Linked DNA regions of Xenopus laevis: region 1 is linked to region 2. A link is a contact called in public Hi-C data. All regions are on one chromosome and are shown on one strand. The core of a region is the stretch at or near the end of the contact, and the rest is flanking DNA. Distances in the headings are between cores, read along the strand shown.

Evidence for each region. A called contact is a pair of places that touch in the nucleus more often than the background predicts.
Region 1: a contact with region 2 is called in a Hi-C map of the XTC cell line, with 4 times the contacts expected there. The contact joins the promoter of LOC108698659 here to the enhancer-like site in region 2. A contact is called at or near these places in 2 of 4 Hi-C or Micro-C datasets (the XL177 cell line and the XTC cell line).

Annotation. Positions count from the first base shown.
Region 1 is chr8L:72,719,507-72,723,024 of Xenopus_laevis_v10.1, forward strand. LOC108698659 (mRNA decay activator protein ZFP36L1) reads left to right here and starts at 1,549. Exons shown (of 2, transcript XM_018230315.2): 1 at 1,549-1,790. The coding sequence starts at 1,725.
Region 2 is chr8L:72,647,881-72,651,685 of Xenopus_laevis_v10.1, forward strand. No RefSeq gene overlaps it. Among protein-coding and RNA genes, the nearest start is that of med29.L, 14 kb to the left of the region's middle. Within about 2 kb of position 1,856, at least 1 of the 7 cell types and tissues checked has an H3K27ac peak or open chromatin away from gene starts, as enhancers often do.

The sequences.
Region 1 (3,518 bases), core at 299-2,798, 71 kb after region 2:
TATACTGAAAACATAAACAGATGATCTACCGTATATACTGACCAGTACCAGGATTAGTACAGAACCGACGAGAAAATAAACAAATCTCTATTCCAGAGGCGCCCTTCATGGGCCTGAAGCAATGAGTTGGATGTGAGATTGAATTTGAGATAATTTTTTTGCTGTCTTGAATACTACTGGGATTAATAAGGGGAGGGGGGGGTCTGTTATAATTCTTTGCCTCCCTCATTATACTCATAAAAGCAGCAACACTAAAACTGCTTGACCATTTACGGTAGTCATGTATGAATTGTCTGGGGCAGGACACATTTTGAAAGACCTACAAAGCAACTTATTGGTGGGTGTGTGGTGCATTGGCATTTGAGTGAAGCTGGCCATATACTGTACCAATAATATTAATTCTGTATGATTATTGGTATGAGTATGGAGGCCCACTGACCCGAACTGCTATCCAGGTACTATGATGTGTAAGGCAAATTGAACCCAACTGAGCCCCCTTCAGCAGCCACAGGGTGCACTCCCCTACTTATATGACTATCTGTAAGTACTATTTCCATATAGCTTAAGAAACTCTGTGTCTTCATATATTTAAATGGCTTGTGGACACAGGCAGCAGGGGCGTAACTCTAGAGGAAGCAGACCCTGTGGCTGCAGGAGGGCCCAGGAGGCATAGGGGGCCCCTATGAGGCTCAAATAATGAGCAATTTCAACATATATTTGGTAAAATAGGGCAATGCTGTGGGGCCCAGTAACATCTAGTTATGCCACTGATGGTTAGGGTTGCCACCTGGCCGGTAAAAATGATGGTTGATCCCAATGTTATTAATAAGGAAAAAAGAAAAATATATAGGCCGGGTTTTTTTTTTCAGAAAAGGTGGCAACCCTACTGATGGTGAACATCCTGCGTGTTCCAAAGCTTTTAGCCTTCCCAAGACTTTACAGCTATTTCCAAACTCAACTAGGTGTATCAGACTGGGCCACACAATAGGGTTGTATTTCCATTACAATAGGGTTGTATTTCCATTACAATAGGGTTGTATTTCCATTACAATAGGGCTGTATTTCCATTGCCTGAGGCAGAACTATTGAGCAAGCAGACCCTGTGATGAGTGGGGACCCCAGGATATGCAGGGGGCCCGCAGGATATGCAGGGGGCCCGCCACTTTGGAAGGATCTATAACTAGTTTGAATATATTTTTTATTAAAAGTGTCTTACTCATAATGATTTTGCTTTGAGTCTCATTAACTTCCAACTATTGACACTGGCCTGACAGACTGCAGTCACATGTAGATGAAGAGCCTTCCGAACTAAGTAATCCATTAATATGTTCTATGGTTCTGTTGACACTGTATCGTTTTGGGGAGATGAAGGGGACATCTTGTTTTGTAGAATTGTCAGGGTGCAAATAAGCACAGAAGTTAGCTCAGAGAGGCCCACCTTTTGAAAGAGGCAACTAATCATGCTAATGAAGAAGAGAGTAATGGGATTAGCCAGCTCTTTTCATGGCCCGAATAATAGAGCATCTGCAACAAGCATCCTTCCAATGGAAAGGGCAAGTGTTAGGGTGGGAGGAGTCTGATCAAACCAAATAGAATAGTGGCTCCTAGTAGTGTGTCCACATTAGAACCATACTTTTCCAAACCGGGTGTTGGTCGCTGGGGAGACTGCGATCTCAAGGAACGACCCCATCTATACACGTTTAGCACGAGGAGTCGAGCAGCAAATGCCCAGCACCATGCTCTCCAGCCTGCTCAGCCCATTCCAGGAGCTGGATACCAACTTATCCAAGGTAATGGAACTGCCTGCCACTTTACGAGTGCACACAAACTTTTTACCACGCTAATAATAGCTTTCTTTTACGCCACACACACTTCATTTTAAAGACTAATCTCAAGTCACTTACATCAGGTCTGTGTGAAAGTGCGCACTTCCTGCCAAGAGCGGTCGGTGGCGCAGGAGCGTGTTGTTTGCTTCACTTCTCTCGGGGGGTGGTGGAAGCACTTGTGGGGGGACGTATGTAGTGGGAGTATCGTGTAGAAGCGGCCACTCTAATAAATTAGGAAGGCATTGCATTGCAGTTGATTTAAACGCCACAAAGTAGGCACAATGTATTGTTTTTCCGCCTGCAAAATACGTGCAGGTTCAGAAACCTTACTCTTGCACAAATACACCGGGGAAATGTTCACAATGCAAATGTTTGTTCTGGTTTTGTTTTGAAATCAGAAGGCACATATTTCCTTATAATGTATAGGTTCCTTGGCACCCAGCGACTCTCTCCAACTATAGATTTGGATTAAAGGATTATGGGAGATGGCGTATGCTGGAAGGACTTGCTTGCAGTGCGGAGGTCACGTGTGCCATTGCCCTGCTGTACATGAGAGCTGTGTGTGTGTGTGCAGTCAGGCTGTCTATTGAATACAAAAGTCTTTATTTGAGGGGTTGCATCATGTAATAAAGCACAGCAACAGGTATCCGAAAACTGGACATCTTGCTTTCATTTAGACCTGCTTTGTGTGTTAGTATGCAGGAATTTTGAAACTGACCCAACATTCTCTCTAGCCAGTGGTTCCCAAACTGTGGAGCTGGCCTCTGTACTGGGGTTTGGAGCAATGGCAGCTGAGGCTCAGCCTAAAGGCTGGCAAAGTTGAGAATTTGGGACAATGGCCATTGTGTTTTCTAGGTACCGTACACATGAAAGCCCAGCTTGAGCGTCAAGGATAGATTTGAGGTGTATTTGCAGTTATAGACATACTTGAAACTATGACATACTGATATCTGTACTCACTTTATGAGCTAACATGGTGCCTTGCAAAAGAGAGGTTTTTTTGTGCACATACCCATGTAAGGGTGGTTGGGGGTAAAATGAGAACTCCAAGAGCAGATGTTATTCCTTTAAAGCATTGATGTGACCTCTGTTGCAGTGTCTGTCTGTTTCGGGACCTCTGTACTGTGAGTAAACTAAATAAATAGTCCATAGAGGTTAGAATGTTATGGGAATTTTCTCTGGGACAATGACTGATGTGAGTGTTGTATACTGCTGTGGAATATGTCCACACTATATAAATAAATGATAACCAGGCATATTATTAAGTAAAGTAGTTTAATACTAATGAGGTTTATCTTGAAAGCTACTTCTGTGCATGCTTGCTCGTTCTAGTATAGTTACTGGTGGACTTGTGAGGGGCGTTTATCTAAGGCCCATGACTGTTAGTGGCGCTAAGACAAATGCTAGTAGGTAATATGGCGCTGCTTGACACTACAGGAAAGCTGTTATCTTGTGTGTGTATATGTATATATATCTCCTAGATCATGCTTTACAGAGGCTATTCATTCACATAAGCTTATGACATTATAATTGGATTTGGTTTCTTTTTCATTCAAACTTTTTTGTCCAAAGGATGCTGCCTTCAAAATTAGAAGAAACATTTCCCCAGACTCGGAAAACCATGTCAGTTGCAGCACATTTTCCCCCTTCTGTAGACTGTAATTTGTGGAATGCTTTAGCTCATATGTTTGT
Region 2 (3,805 bases), core at 606-3,105:
TTGACCCTGCCAATGTGTACCAATTTCAAATGATTGCACTGGCAAGGTCAGAGAGATTACATGGTGAGCCTATGAAGGAAAATATAAGATGGCATTGTCACCCCCACCCACCAGTGAGAAATTGTGCAGGTTAAAAAATGCCCCATGTGCATTAGCCCTAAAATGAGTCTAAAGCAACCACTGTGCCATATGCATACATAGCAAATTAATTCAAGTAAAGTTCATCTTTAAATTAACTTCTTTAAGACCATCTATTCTAAGCCTTTGTTTCAACTGATTTCCAATACAGGTATGGGGCCTGCTATCCAGAATGCTTAGGACCTGGGGTTTTACGGATAATTGATCTTTCCATAACTTGGATCTTTATACCTTAAGTCTACTAGAAAATCATGTAAATATATAATGGGTTTACAGATGACGGATCCCATAACTGTATTTATGTTGGACGCCATTTGCATTTTGCTTCCCATGGCCAGCAGCCCTGTGCCTTCAAAATCAGTAATCCATTCACTCTCCCAATTCCTTATGCAAGGCCTTCCTCCTCTTATTTTTCTGTGGAATAATACATGGCTTATGAGATATTGATCAGTGTGGGAGGAAAACCTCTACTTTGTGATCTAATTCCTAGCCCCAGGGTCAAATGTATGTGAGTCGAATTATGTAATGATTTGTTAGTTTCACTGTATGATTTATGCATGGATTACAAGCTTTAGATTGACAGCTGTTCATTGCACAAATGGAAATATATCTTCTTTTTACATAAAGAGAATGGATCGGAGGCAGTTAGGATGAGGGTATAAATAACCGGAACAATTTAGACATTTGTAGCTACAGCTTGAGGATGTAAATTCCAATTGCTAAATTCAAGAAGGTTAGTGGGGTTACATTTTACATGGGACACCTAGGTAGAAATGAAATTATTCACACTGTAGCCTCTCCAGTAACATGTACAGGTATGGGATTGGTTATCCAGAAAGCTCTGAATTACAGGAAGGCCGTCTCTCATAAACTCCATTTTAATTACATTAAAAAAAAAGGAATTCTTTTTTTCTCTAATAATAAAACTGTACCTTGTACTTAATCCCATGTAAGATCTAATTAATATGTATTGGAGATAAAATAGTCCTATTGGGTTTATTTAATGTTTACATTATTTTATAGTAGATTAAGGGCAGAGACACACTCTTAGATTCGGGGAGATTTAGTGGCCTGGTGGTAAATCACCTCTTCTTCAGGGGAGACTTATCTCCCCGGAGTGTCTCGTTCCGGCTAGAATCTAAATTGCCGGCAGGATGGCGCTCTGAGCTCTTCATTTTCCGAAGTCGCCCGAAGTTTCCTCGTGCGGCAGCTTTCGGCAACTTCGGAAAATGAAGTGCACAAATTGCCATCCTGCAGGCGATTTACATTCTAGCTGGCGGGAGGCAGTTTGGGGAGATTAGTCGCCCCAAAGAAGAGATTTGTCGCTGGGTCTCTGCCCTTAAAGTATGGTGATTTAAATAAGGGCAAGATTTCTAATCTGGAAAACCCTGGTCCCAGGCATTCTGGATACCAGGTCCTATACCTGTTCTAGTACATCTTGTGACCCTGTATCCTGTAAGCAGCACATAGTACAGAGACAGGGGTCTTTTACTAACTCGTACTACACACGGCTTACAGGATACATGGTCACTAGCATGCTAAATCTCACTGTATTTGTACCCATTATACAACTACAAAGGTTCATATCCTAGGGATACCAGAACTGAGACTGAAACTTGGATAAGCTAGAAACTGAAATCTCTTTAAGACATGTTTGGTGTTTGAATCCAGCTCCCAAGTGTGTGAGTGTTGCGTGACTGACAGAGTATACGGGCAAGAGCACAGAGAGCCCATTTCTACAGGATTTTAGGCTGTCGTGGTTTCCTGAATAGTTGTGGGAAGTGAGCAGGGGAAATCCAGACTGAATCTAGCAGAGGGAAAAGCATTTCGGGAGAAGGAGGAGCCTGTATTTTAGAGCTCAGTGACTCGGCTTATTGCTAAACATTCATTAATTGTTCGATGAATGCTTCAGCACAAATAGAAGTTTCCCTATTCAAAGGGGAAATCCCAGTTAGTCCTGGTAGCACTATGTTATAGCAAAGCAAATATCCTTTAGCCTTAGCACTCACTGTCCTTACAAAGGTCACTCTGTGTTATAGAAGAGATTTAGTATATGAGAGGCAGGATCTTTTCTTTCAGCTCTTCTTTCTGAAAACTCAGTGTGGAGCCTGTGTCACCTTTTGTTGGAAATTTATCCCAGGACCATATGGCAGAGGGACACAAAATAGGGTATACTCTTGTACGTGTTCAGATCACTGGCAATGCAGTCTGCTGGGACAACAGGATTTTTAAACCTGCTCAATCGATATCTGGACGATTTTCTGCAAGATATTGGTCAAGCCTGTACACGCAATGTTCCCTCTAAGCTGTGTGCTCATGTGCACACAAAAAGTTGTAGTGCTCACAAAGAAATTTATGTGAATACACAACATTTTGCATTTATTCTGACCTGCACACCCAGTTTTTAATGCAACGCAATGTTTCTTCTAATTCCTTTTTAGCTATGCACACAAAAATATTCTTTTGTGCGCACATTTTAAACTTGTGTGCTCACAAAAGAATATTTTTGAAGAAACATTGCATTGGTGGTCCCCATACATGGGCCAATAAGCTGCCCACTCAGCCCATGTATGGCCACCTTTAGACTGGTCTTGGATTTGGATAGGGTGCAATAAGCATGCTTATGTGTGCCACTTCTCCTATTGCACCCACATTCCATCCTTCCTCTCCCTCTATGTCCTACTTCTCCCTCTTTGTTCTCAGCTGTTTTGGGTGTCATGTGTACTGTCTTTCACTATCTGACCATAGTTATTTCATACCTACAAGAAATTAGTTGTCACTTATTAGTCACCAATTAAAATAAATTGAGTATTCTGTGGGAAAAAATGTTTATATTCTTGGCAATAGATGCCTCACTAGTATAAACTCCAATCTTGGTGTGCCCTGTTATCACTGAATGTTTTTTCTTTGCTGATTTTTTTGTTTTTATACTTTTTTTTTCTTTTTGATCCTATTGTTTTGCCTTTAAATATGAAAATATTAATTAGAATGTTAGCAAATACACTGCACTTAACCCAAAATGAGACATTTTGTGCCTTAAAGGAGAAGGAAAGCTACCGAAGCAGTTTGTCAATAGATTAGCCACAATAGTGCAAGCTATAACACTCTAGACATTCTCTCTGTTTGTTTAGGATAGCAGCTGCCATATTGGCTTGGTGTGACATCACTTCCTGCCTGAGTCTCTCCCTGCTCACTCATATCTCTGAGCTCAGATTACAGCAGTGAGGGTAGGAAGGAGGGGGAGAGGAGCAAACTGAGCATGCTCAAGCCCTAGCCCTGGAGGTTTAAGCTGAAGGCAGGAAGTCTGATACAGAAGCCCATGTGTACACAATATAAGAAAAGAAATGCTGTGTTTCTTTTGACAGAGGACTCAGAGCAGTATTACTTTGAGGGTTTTCTGGTGTATTTATATAGACCCTTCTGATAAAGCTTGCTTAATTTTAAACTTTCTTTCTCCTTTAAGCTACTAAAAATGCCTTTCCCTTTAAATAGAACAGGGATTGTTTGTCATCCTTGGTCTGGCCAGTCCTAAACTCAACTCATCTGATTCATGAAGAATTCTATTCTAGACCAACAGACCAGGAATAACTCAAAATGTCTTTAATATACTGATAATGGGTTGAGTGCAGAGGACCTCTTGTTTGTTTACTTTAGGCCCACTGGTGGA